2 separate regions of the Hordeum vulgare genome follow, and region 1 is linked to region 2. A link is a contact called in public Hi-C data. All regions are on one chromosome and are shown on one strand. Each heading gives the region's core, a stretch centred on a gene start, on an enhancer-like site or on the middle of the called end of the contact. The rest is flanking DNA. Distances are from core to core; before and after follow the strand shown. Region 1 holds the start of LOC123439625 (E3 ubiquitin-protein ligase EL5-like). Region 2 holds the start of LOC123439624 (RING-H2 finger protein ATL74-like).

Region 1 (6,468 bases), core at 1,607-4,106, 260 kb before region 2:
GGTCGTTTTTAGTCCTCGTGATCATTTTTAGTCCTCGTAGTCGAGGTTTTTTAGGTTGTTCATCGTTTTCGCTTTGGCGGCGACAATCTCGATGCTGAATAAAGATTCTTCGGATGCCTCCCTGGTGAGGCCATCGGTCCTATGGTTGGGAAAGATTTGGAAACCAGTCTTTTCAAGCAAGGATGTGCTTGGCCGCGGCGACATCCTCGTGTTGGACCGATGTCCTCGGGCTTCGTGATTGTTGATGTTTGCTACAGCGTCAGCGCGGAGCTTGGGAGGTAGTCCTGGAGCGGATGCAGACTGTGGTCTGCATTGACGATATTTGAAAGACAGAACGTGTGTTGGGTTCGTGGTTCGTGGATGGTAGGTATGGTTTCCTTCTTTGGCATCTTAGTCATGGTGAGGTGCCACATGTGGAGTTCGATGGCGTGTCCAGGGTGTTGCCCCGATTTAATTCGTTCAATGACAAGAGCTTTACTTTTGATGAGCCACCTTGGAGGTCCGCAAATCTGCATATCAGTGATGGAGCCACGTCAAGCCTGGATGAGGAGGTGATTTGTCATTCTTTTCTTCGGTGGCTACTTTGGTGGTGTCAGAGGCAGGTCACGGTCGTTGGTGTCAAGCTCAGAAATGTTCTGCTATTTTTTTAGTTTTGTCATGTCGATCTTTACGTAACTTGTACTTTAATCTTTATGATATGAATGCGACATGTATCGTGATGAAAAATAATATGGATGAAGGAAGCACGGTTCTTAGGTCAAAAAGATTAAAGCCACAATTTTATCCCAACCCCCACACTTTCGTAAGGTGATTCCCGGAAGCTCCTATGGATGCTAGTTGCGTCAAATAGAAAGGGGGACACACAACAATTTGCGTTTGGACCAACCCATTGGGACACACTAAAACGACTTGTATTTCCACCATGATGCAAGTATAAAAGAGTTAGCAAATTGTGAACAATTATGAAATGTTTAATAGTTTTGAAAACACAAACCAAATTTGAAATTTCAAACATCTTTTTGTACTTCTTTTTAATTTAGAACATGTTCAAAAAATGTGAAGAATTTGTGGCATTTTCGGTCATTTTTTGGAAAACATGAAAAACGTAAACATGAATATATTTAAACCGTGAACTTTTTATGAAAATATGAACATTTTTCGAATTTGTTAATTGTTCCTTGGAAAAGAAACTTTTTTGTACATTCGGAACAATTTTTTAGAAAAGTTGAACAATTTTTATGCGCAAGTATTTGTTGCATTTGTGAAGATTTCTTTGAAAACAAGATTATTTTCAGAATTTGAACAACTTTTTCAAACACGATTTAAAAAAATCCAAAAAAGTTTTAAAAGCATTAACCTTTTTTTAAAGAGAGCATTTTTCAAAATTTTGAACAAGAATGAGAAATGATAAAGTTCTAAACATTTTCCTAAAACATGTTTTTTGGGGAATTTTGAACATTTTAGAAAAAGATGCATATTTCTAATTTTTTGAACAAAACTTAAAATTGTGAACATTTTTTGAAAATATTGATTTATAAAAGTGGAAACCAAGAAAAACGGAAAATAAACTTGAGAAAGAGAAAATGAAAAGGACATAGGACGAAAGGAGAAAGGAATATAAAAACCTAAAATACAGAAACAGAAAAATAAAACGAGAACGGGTCGGCTCAGTTTTGACCGCCGTGTGCGAAGCTCCGGCTATTTGCGCAACCTGCAATAAATAGGGTTTTACGTGATTCTGTACGTAGACTAGTCAACCCTATACAGATTTTACTCTAAACTTTTCAAGAAGAAAGTTAACAACATATGAGTTTCTTATGCCCTCCTCGAAATACAACAAACAAACAAACAAATGGGTGACCTTGGCATGATCCAACTTATGCATGATCCAACGGACGCCTTAACACGGTCTAACCTACAGTATATGCATATGTCGCAGTACCGTTTGAAATTTCCCTGCAATCTACCAATAGGAAGATCCCGACTGGCCTCCTACCCCGATGTTGACCCACGCACGCCTCTTTGCGTTTCCGGGAAGCCACCTTGCACGGTCACGATCAAGGTCCCTCCTGCACCGAACAACGCGTGCTGCGGCGGCTCCCTCGCAGAAGACGACGACGACTGCGCCGCCACCTCCGCCTTGTCGTTCCCCTTGGGCAGCTCAGCCTCGGCGCGGCAGAGAGGGCACGTCGTCCTGGAACGCAGCCATGCGTCGACGCACTCCACGTGGAACGAGTGCCCGCAGTTGGGCAGACCCCGCAGCTTTTCTCCATCGGCGAGCTCCGACAGGCACACGGCGCAGTCAGCCCCGGCGGTGGCGGCGCCCTCCTTCTGGTACGTGGTGACCGGCAGCGCGGAGAGCGCGGAGGCGTCCAGCCCACGCCGGCCGCTAGTTCCGCCGAACGAGTTGATGGACCGCAGGATGCCGGCGGTGAAGCTGCCGCGGCGACGGCCGCCGCCCGACCGCGCCATGAGCACGTACAGCAAGAATCGGATCAGGGTGAAGAAGATGGTGAGCCCGAAGAGGAGGAAAGCGGCCATAAGTAGGACGCGCCCGTTGAAGCTGTAGGTCTGCTGCCGCGCGTACGGATCCGGGGGGGCATCCGACGTCGGTGCGCCGGGGAGAGTGCTCCCTGACATGGGAGGATAAATCTTTCTAGTCTGTACCACAAAGCAAGAACCTTAAAGGGAAGAAAGGAGAGAGACAATGGCCGGCGTGTTTAGCAGAGTGCAGAACTCATGTCTGCGAGGGATAATATCTGAGAGCTTAACCTCGGCAACACGGTGCTCGGGTCAGGTCAACTGATGGGGTCGTTGTCAAGCACAGCTTATTGGCCACGCGAACGAAAATAGTCACAGCCGATCGATGCGAGGCTGACATATGGATTAACAAGAACATTGGGTACATATTTGTAATGCCTGCCGCGTGAGAATGCGCGTGCGATCTCGTTGGGAGATCAATGTGGATTTTCTTCTCAACTTTGAAGGAATTTTAGCCGCTGAACTTTCCTGAGAACCCCGCTGGAATTGCACAGCAACTACGCCTGTTAGGTCCTTGAGAAATTTCCATTCCACATGGAGACCGGAAGCTGGCATGGAACTTACGTAGTACCAGGGAAAAAATATGGATCGCGATATGTGTCGCACGTGCGGTAGATGGGAGGTATCTGCCGCATGCCCTCTGTAGCATCCACCCAGGTCAGCCCACACGTTCACGTTCGGGCATCTCAACTCGTAGCCCGCACGACCGGTGGCTAGACCGGTCGCCTGCACGACCTGGCTTGCCACCGCGCTTCCTCCATGTTCGGGCTTTCCATCCATCGGCCCACACGTAATAAATCCCCCACACATCTCGCACCATCTCCCACCTTCCGATCCAGCCGGCCGTCTCCCACCTCCCGATCTGCATCCTGCACCTTGGTTGCCATGGCAAGAATGCGAGAGCAAATCTAGCGCCCGTCGGACAAAGAACACGGCAAAAGGTATCCAACCCGTGTGCGATCAGGTCATTTTGCTTTCTCCTCCAAAAACTGACATCGTAAGCGGCTATCACCCGTCTAAGTTTGCCATGGCAACCGGAACCCTAGAGTAGCAATGCACATTTGACGAAAGTAGATCCAGGCGAGAGTAGATTGGTATGTGTAGTAGGAATTTTCGAGGTTGTAGTCAGAGTAAACTCCTAGCAAAATTTGCCATCCAACTTCACTGGTAGTTGTTGCCTTGCTACAGATGTAGTTTCAATAGTTGCGTTTGGGAGGAGCAGTGAAAGTAGTAGCCATGCAGACGAGCATCCAGAGGAGATGAAATGAAAAGCAGTTGCCAACCCACTTTGCTGGCAGTTGTCGTCAGTTTCCATGGTAGTTGCCATGCAGATTGAACAACAACTATGCACATGTATGCATTGTCAAAAAAAAAGGTGGGCCACTGCAAAATGTTGTAGTTGCCATGCAATGTTACACGTCTATGTCAATGATGCAATAATTTTGCCATTTTACTCATGGATTAGGCTACTGCAAACTCATCCATGTCGTGATTAATCGTTGTGCTGGTATTGAAAAACAGGGAGGAGACCAAAATGAATCCTGGAGACGGGACTAATTCTTGGTTTTCAGGGCATCCACAAGCCACCCCTGGGGATGTACTAGAGTATAGCGAACTAATTTCAGCAGGCCTGCTACTACCACTCATGCAGCAAAACGCAAACACAGGTAGGGATGTGTGAAAAAATGTAAACAAGTTCTACTTGGATTGTTTTTTCGAATAGAAGAATGGCAATCCGTCTTACATTTTTATTGGCATGTTTGTAGGTTACGACGGTGTCCCATGGCAAGTGGCTCCACTTCAAGCTATCAGTAATGCGGACAGAGCACTCCAATTCAAAGAAGTGCATTTTGCTACTCAATTTGGAGTCATGAACTCGCAAACTTACAAATTTTCAATACGCGGGAGCATCGACCAACGGTTGGCAACACGAGACATCTGTAGACCTGCCATCAACATGTGTCACAAGTGAGAAAAAAGGGAAAAAATTGTTGGCACGTAATATATTGTGTCGAAAACTGTTAGAGCATGGCAACTATAGTGGGTGTTGCACCCAAATGCAAGTAAAGAATGGCAACTGTAATATTTTGTCATTAAAGAATAAACAAGTTGTGTAGTGAAAGTTCACTCACACTTGTGATCCGTTGCCATGTATGAACATGTGTAGGTGTTATGTATGAGCAGTTGTAGTTGACATGTATTTACAACTGCAGTTGCAATGTATGGGCAACTGCAGTTGCCATGTATGAACAACTGCAGTTGCCAAGTACTGTATGACTGTAGTTGTCATTTGCAATTAAATGCTAAAATCATGTTTTTTGCTCGACTGCACTTGCCAATGGATGCTAAAATTCTAGTTGACAAGGATGCTTAGCTTATATTTGCCATCCTTGTGCAACTGAAATTGCCAAGCCTTGCCAACTACAGTTGCCAATGCATGTGAGCTGCAGTTGCCATGGATGGCCAGCTGCATGGCTGACGAGTTTCATACGTATTGGTGTGAGATGATCGCGTGAAGACCTCCTTCATCACGCCCTTCGGGGCCTACTGCTACACCACCATGATGTTCGGTCTGAAGAATGCTGGTGCGACATTCCAACGCTGCATGCAGCAGTGCCTACTGCCACAGATTGGCAGAAACATCCACGTCTATGTGGATGACATCGTCGTCAAGACCAAGCAACACTTCAGCCTCCGCGACGACTTGCGGGAGACGTTCGCCAACCTGCGCGAATACAAGATCCGGCTCAATCCGGAAAAGTGCGTCTTTGGGGTTCTAGGCGGCAAGCTCTTGGGGTTCTTCATGTACGCTCGTGGAATCGAAGCAAACCCTAAGAAAATCGGCACCATCAAGCGGATGGTGAAGCCGGCTCGAATCCTAGACGTCCAGAAGTTCGCCGGCTGCCTGGCGTCCCTTAGCCGGTTCGTCAGCCGGCTCGGCGAGAAAGCCCTTCCACTCTATCAGCTCATGAAGAAGACAACCAAGTTCAAGTGGAACGACCAGGCGGACGAAGCCTTCTACGACCTCAAGCGGGTCATCTCAAGCCTGCCAATCTTGGCAGCACCGGCTGAAAGGGAACCCATTCTCATATACATTGCAGCGACCACTCGCGTGGTTAGTGTAGTGCTGGTAGTTGAGCGCAAGGAGGAGGGCAAGGTACTGTTAGTGCAATGCCCTATCTACTACCTCAGTGAGGTCTTGTCCGCCTCCAAGCAAAACTACCCCCACTACTAGAAAATGTGTTATGGTGTTTACCTTGCCGCGAAGAAGTTGAAGCAATACTTCCAAGAGCATGCCATCACTGTGGTGAGCGCTGCTCCACTTTCGGAAATCATAGGCAACCATGACGCGACTGGCCGGATCGCCAAGTGGTCCATATCCATGGATGACAACCACATCCGCTACGAGCCTCGCACTGCCATCAAGTCTCAGGTGGTGGCCGACTTCCTTGTCGACTTGGCTGAAACCCAGTTTGGGCCGCCGCCTACAGATTCCACTCATTGGCGGATGCACTTCGACGGCTCAAAGATGCGAACTGTTCTGGGAGCCGATGTTACGTCTCCAACGTATCTATAATTTTTTATGGTTCCTTGCTATTATCTTGTCAACTTTGGATGTTTTGTATGCATGAATATGGTATTTTATATCTTTTTTTGGGACTAACCTATTAACTCAGTGCCAAGTGTCAGTTTCTATTTTTTTCGTGTTTTTGACCTTTTTCAGAGGAGAATATTAAACGGAGTCCAAACGGAGTAAAACCTTTGGAATGAATTTTTCCATAACAGAAGATACGCACGACACTTGAGAACCAAAGCAGGGGATCTCGGGGGAGGTCACAAGCCCCCTAGCCGCGGCCTGGGGGACGCCTAGCAGGCTTGTGGGGCCCCCCGTGGCTCCTCTGCCCTACCTCTTCCGCCTATAAATTC
Region 2 (6,560 bases), core at 3,328-5,827:
TGGTGCAGATGTCCCGCTTGGGTCCTAACTCGTTGATCTGGCCGATGAACACGTGTATCTTGCAGAAGGGGACCCGGTACACGTACTCGATTGAGCCGGCCGCGGGGACCTAGCGTGAATCATAAGTAGACCTTGCCGCAGCGACTCTTAGTCATTTGGCCGATAGTGTGTCCCTCGATCCCTGGGAAAGCTCCCTCCAAGAACTCAACACCACTGTGCACTGGCCTCATAGTGGGCGCCAACTGTCGTGGTCTGGTCACGGCACATGTCTTAGTGACAGGACTAAATCTAGTAGCCATCGCAACTAGGTGGTTACTTGGATGAGGTTGATCAGGAACGAGAGACAAAGGTTTACCCAGGTTCGCCCCCCCCCCCCCCGGTGGAGGTAAAATCCTACGTCTTGCTTTCTATGTTATTGATGATGATCTCGATTGCAAGGATGCGGAATCGCTAACCTAGCCCTCGAGGATTTCTAACTTGTTCTCTCTACCTCACAGGCTCCCCTTTATATATAGGCAGAGGCCCTGAGATTACAACAGAGTCGAGGTCGTATTGCAACCCATGACTTAGTCTAATTTCTATTCATCTCATCTATTAAGTATGGTAAACGTCTCGCGCCTTCCTTTTACGAGTCGGCCTGCCAAGTACAAGCCCATAAGCCAACCTTATTGTATAAGCCGCATTATTGGCCCTCGACTTCTGGACCTCTAGGGCTTGAGGTTGACCAAGCCTTGGGCCGCCACCTTGACAGTCGGGTTACCTTCCTCGCGGCTTATCTCATGGGGTATATCCCAACCATTTGGGTTGGGTTGTGTATCCCACATGACCTCATATTTGAATGTTAAAGGGGCACTATTTGGACGTTGGATGTCGACTTCTAGTACAATAGGATCGTGATGGGAGCGTCCAGTAGATACATTGTCCAGCAGGGCCAAAGGGGAGATTTATGTACACCCATGGTTAGCTACCGCCAGTGGCGGAATTACGCCTAGGGCTAAGCAATCTTAAATGATGCATTCTAGTGATTCTATATATTTTTTAAAAGGGATTACAAAGATTATTGTTTCTAGGCCTAGGGCTAGAGCCCCAACTGCCCTAGGCCTGTCTACGCCACTGGCTACCGCCGTATCAAACTAAACTTCAATGTATGTATCTCCTGTCACTTTCTTTCCAAAGGTCCACTTCCTGCCTGAATAGCCTAGATCATTGAGTCCACACACATCTAGAGCAACCTTAAATCCATCAATCTCAACTTGGCTCCCTGGCCAAACCTGTCATGCTCAGACAAATTAATACCTTCATTGAAGTTATTCATCTATAGCCATGGGCGATCCAAAACAGTAGCAATGGGCTGTAGGGTATCCCAAGTTTATACATCTCGGGAAACTAAGCTTCCCATAGATACATGTCAGACTCCACGATTCCATGTCCATGCTCCTTCACCAATGCATCAATATGGTATCTCGGGTACCCCCAAATCTCAAGGTTTATTGACTAATTCTAGAAAATTACAATATCTTTGCACCTCCCAAAGCTTGCTACAACATAAAACTTATCAAAACCACACGACGCTAAACTCTTGACCCGCACTTTATTCAATTGAGTTTCAACGAGGAATAACATGACCGGGGCATATTTGTTCACAAGTTCACCGAGTTCTCGAACTATCGTGGGGTTGGCCTGACCAGACAGTTCCAACATAGCAGATCCATCCTCACGGGGCGTTGACGAGCCTAATATGTTTGCTGCCAACCTTGAGAAACCTAGTCACGAGGTCCTTTCAATGGATCACCAAGGCCAAGAAATGGTGTGGAGACTGTCCCTAATTCAGCGCGGGTGGAAACATTGTGAGACAGAGTGGGGCATGAAAAAACAATCAATTTTGGCGGTCATCGACAAGAGAAAGAGAACCCTATCGAGTGGGAACATGTATGGGCTTGGCAATATCTTCAAAAATGTACCACAATTTCTGGAAAGAAGATTTTTTTTTTTGCTCAAAAACAGCAAGATTTTCCATCTCTTGCCGTATAAAGTTGCCTAGAAATGTTTGCTTGCCACCCCTCCCAGCTGACGTTCATGGATTACCATCACTGTTTTTTAAATGTAGTGCGGAGTGCGGACGATGTCATACTCACCGCGGTCCATTTAACTCTAGCAGCGCGATCGCGCACTCTGCCCACCTTGTTGTTTATTGGTATGTACCCCCTCCGTTCCTAAATATAAGACCTTTTAGAGATTTCAATACGGACTACATACAGAGCAAAATGAACGAATCCATACTTTAAAGGATGTCTATATATATCCGTATGTAGTCCGTAGTAAAATCTCTAAAATGTTTTATATTTAGAAACGGAGGGAGTATATTCATTAGATAGCAAGAGTAGTCCAATGTACTGAGTGTGGATTTTTGCTTTCGGGCTCCATGAAGCCCTTTATTTCCAAACATAAAAAAATCAATCTTTTTAGTTTAATAAAATGTGGAAACAAATACACAATTATTTATAGATGTATACTAGATATGTGTGAAATTTCATCACAAAATATGTTTTTATGTGGCATGTACAAAAACAAATCATGTGATTCTATAGTGAATAGTATATATGGCAGAAATACGTGATTTTATCATAAGAAAATATTCCCTCCGTTCCAAAAATTTTGTCTTAGGTTTATCTAGAAATGAATGTATCAAAATACTAAAATGTGACTAGATACGGGATGTGGATTTTTGGCTCCCGGAAGCATCTGCTCCCTAATGAACAGTAAAATCAAAATAAATAATAAATATGTTCCAAAAATTCTGAATTTTTTTATAGATGTTCATATTAGTGTGACAAGTGTGCTTGCCAGATTTCATGCCATATGGGATAGCGGTGCTTCGTTGGTGAAAAAAACAAAATTAAGTGTAACATTTGGAGGTAAAAGTTGTCGACTTGTTCATTTTGCACAGGCCAAAATACTTAAGTTTCTGACCTGTAAATTTGTATCTGCCATTTGAGTGTGACAACCAACACATCTTTTAAAAAAAAAATCAACATTTGTAAAACACATTTTGAACATGCAGGATCATATGCTCCCAAGAGCCAAAATGAATATCCGCTAGATACATTCATATCTAGATAAATCTAAGATAAGAATTTTAAAACGGAGGAAGTAGTAGCTTGCATAGAAAAGTATTTTGTCATGAAACTTCCCAAACAAGTACTACGGAGTAGTAAATATGCATATGTATATGTGTGTTTTTTTCAGGTTTTTTAAACTAAAAAAATTCTAAAGCTTTCAAATAAAATGCTCCATAGAAATCGAGCTGCATTAGGCATTCCCGAATGTACCGTCAAAGAAATAAAAACTTAACCACATATAGCTTTTGAGCTGCAGTTCGTCACCTTGCAAGATGGAGTGGTAGATTATGAGATGGCCAGAGCAAAGAATCCATTCCATTAACAGAAATCACAGTCTCTTATTTATTTATTTTACGGGTAAGGATAATCACAGTCTTAAATACATCCCGAGCCTAACCTATACTGTAGTACTGTATATACATATGTCACACTGTACACTTGTTCCCGGTCCCCCTCGAGGCTGGATTATACAGTATAGCTTAGGTAAAGGGAGATGCCGATTGACTACCTGCCGCCGATGTTTTCGCACACGTCTCTCTGGGTATCACCTTGTACGGTCACTGTCAAGGTTCCTCCTACACCAAGGAACGTCGGTTGCGGCGGCTCCGACGACGACTGCGCAGCCGCCTCCGCCTTGCCCTGGGACTGCTCCGCCTCTGCCCGGCAGAGAGGGCACGACGTCCTGGTGCGCAGCCACGCGTCGACGCACTCTACGTGGAATACGTGCCCGCAGTTGGGCAGCTGCCGCACCGTGTCTCCGTCCACGAGCTCCGACAGGCACACGGCGCAGTCAGCCCCCGCGGCGCTCGTGGACCCGGCCTCCTTCCTGTACACGGTGACTGGGAGCGCGGAGAGCGCGGACGCGTTCAGCCCGTGCCGCCGGCTGCCGATCCTTCCGAAGGAGTTGATGGACCGGAAGATGCCAGCGGCGAGGCCGCCGGTGCCGCGGCCTCCGCCTCGGCCAGACCGGTACACCAGCACGTAGAGCAGGACGCGCATGGTGACGATGGCGACGGTGACCCCGAAGAGGACGAAGACGACGGTGAGCGCGACGCGCCCAGTGAAGCTGTAGTTCAGCTGCCGCTCGTATGGATCCCCGGCGCCTTCCGGCGTGGCCGGCGCGCCAGCCATGGTGGTGCTCTCTGACATGGCACTGATCGACAAGCTTAGTAGGAAAGGCTCGCCTACTAACAAAGAGACAGAACGGAAGAAAGAGATAGAAGAAGGCAGCGGTGTCAGGTTTAGCACCACTGATCAACTGCATGTGTGTTCTCTCACAGCTTAATTAGCTTGGGTAGGACACTGCTCGGGTCAACGAGTGGTGTCAATGTCGTGTACAATAGGATTGCGAGGCTGACATGTGGGGTGACGAGAACTATTGCAAATCACACGCAAATTGCTCACTGGGCGAGAAGAGAACGTGGAGATGTGGATTTCATCAGCGTGGTTTGAATAGGGATACCTGAGCTTTCGGTCTACACAAGACTTCTCTGTCGTGTAATTTTGTAATAGGAAGTCTACAGGCGAAAGGCAAGACGAAACTTCGAGGAATTGAGCAACCAAGGCAAAATCGTTGACTTGCAAACCAGAGAACATAAAATTCTTGAAGACTCGTCGGAGTTGAGAATGGGAATTTCATCAAATAAAACAGAGCCCTAACGGTGCTGCAAAACGACTGCCGGAAGCTCGGAATCGGAACTGTGCATGGAGGTTCTAGGTATGGATGAATCTAAAGTGGTGAAGAATATTTGAAGTTTATTGGAATTGTGTCTAGTATTTTATAGATTAGAGTTGGAATTGCGTCTAGATGGTGTATATACAACAGAAAGAGAACAGTTGAGAAAAATATTATTAGACTACATAAACTGTTAAACTAGGAAAAAGATCAAAGTCAGCCGGCCGATTACGCGTACACTTTCACCACGTACACAGCCGTCAGATACGAGTTTAATTAACCAACGCTCAATCAGTTAAGACCTTCACGACTAGACGCGCGTATCTCTGTCACTTACAGTTTTTCTGTAACATTATCTGTGTTACAGAAGTCCTTCAGTAACAACATTTATGTTGCAAAAAAGTTAAGACAAAAAAGTTCTCTAACATAGAACATCATCTATGTTACAGAAGTCCATTTGTAACAACATCCGTGTTGGCTAAAAGTTAAGACAAAAAAAATTTATAACATCATTTGTGTTATAAAAGTCCTTCCACAATGGAAATCATGTTTCAAAAGAGTTCTGACAAAAAAAACTGTTTAACAAAACCGTTGTTACAAATGTTTCTACAGCACAAGGTCTGTTACAATGGTGAGGACGAGTCGGGGCGCTGGATGGCCTCAGTCAACTGGATGCGGAGGCGACGGATCTTTTGAATAGATCCATCGACCGACACGCAGCTTCATCTATTAAACTATTGCACTTGAGAAAAAGATAATTAAACTCACACAGGGAGGGAAGTAGAGGTGCATAATGTGTTTGACCCGAAATGATGTAATATGCTCAATCACGTTTCAAAGAAAATATGTTCAATCACAACAAGACGCCGGAAAATGGCCGAAGCAGCCCAAACTTACCCTAAGTCGGCCTTTCCCCGACGAAAAAACAGTTCAACATGTGGCTTGCCAATGAATCAAACTGTGTAAATCGTCACCGTGGCTATTTCTTGGGGAGCTCCTATCGGACGCTTCATGGGAGCTCCTATGCAGCGCTGCAGGTGCCCGTGCTGCTAGCATAGGCCGCCTCACTAAAGTGTTGTCCTGTTATTTTTTGATTTTCTAATTTTTTATGAAAAATTATAAAATCAAAAAAGGTTTACATATTTAAAGAAAAAAAATTATCCATATAAAAAAAATCATATCTTTGAAAAAGGTTCATCAATTTTGAAAAAAGTTCAATGAAAATGAAAAAAGTCCACCCCATTTAGGAAAAGTTCATTAATTTTTCTAAAAATTCAACAAATTTGTAAAAATTTCATAAATATTGGAAAAACGTTCATGTATTTTTTGAAAAAGTTAATTGAAATGAAAAAAGTACATAAATCTATAAAAAAATCCATCTATTTTCAAAAAGATGTTCATAAAATTTCAAAAAGTTTATCAATATGCAAAAAAAGTCATCAATATTAAAAAGTCTTCGTTGAAATTTAAATAAAATTCATCCATATTCAAATAAGTTTATAAATGTTTTTAACAAAGACGTCACAAGCACCTAGATATGGCGGCCCGGTATGAACGCCACCGGCGCCAGTTAACCAAAACGCACATTAACTGGCGCCTGTGACGGCAAATAGAAAATGTCGCGCTTCAGGTACTAAAACTCCTCCGTGGCACTTAGCTGGGCCGGGCCATGAAAAACACAGAGCAGTGAATGCAAAAAACAATAAAAAATATAGATCTTTACATGTCTTGAACTCACACACTTGGAGTTCATGTACGAGTACCAC

Evidence for each region. Hi-C and Micro-C count contacts between places; a contact is called where the count stands out from the background.
Region 1: a Hi-C map of leaf shows a contact between it and region 2, with 5 times the contacts expected there. The contact joins the promoter of LOC123439625 here to the promoter of LOC123439624 in region 2. A contact is called at or near these places in 2 of 6 Hi-C or Micro-C datasets (leaf and seedling).

What each region holds. Positions count from the first base shown.
Region 1 is chr3H:107,343,229-107,349,696 of MorexV3_pseudomolecules_assembly, reverse strand. It overlaps LOC123439625 (E3 ubiquitin-protein ligase EL5-like), which reads right to left and starts at 2,856. Exons shown (of 1, transcript XM_045116316.1): 1 at 1,782-2,856. The coding sequence starts at 2,640. The coding sequence ends at 1,993.
Region 2 is chr3H:107,087,078-107,093,637 of MorexV3_pseudomolecules_assembly, reverse strand. It overlaps LOC123439624 (RING-H2 finger protein ATL74-like), which reads right to left and starts at 4,577. Exons shown (of 1, transcript XM_045116315.1): 1 at 3,438-4,577. The coding sequence starts at 4,268. The coding sequence ends at 3,624.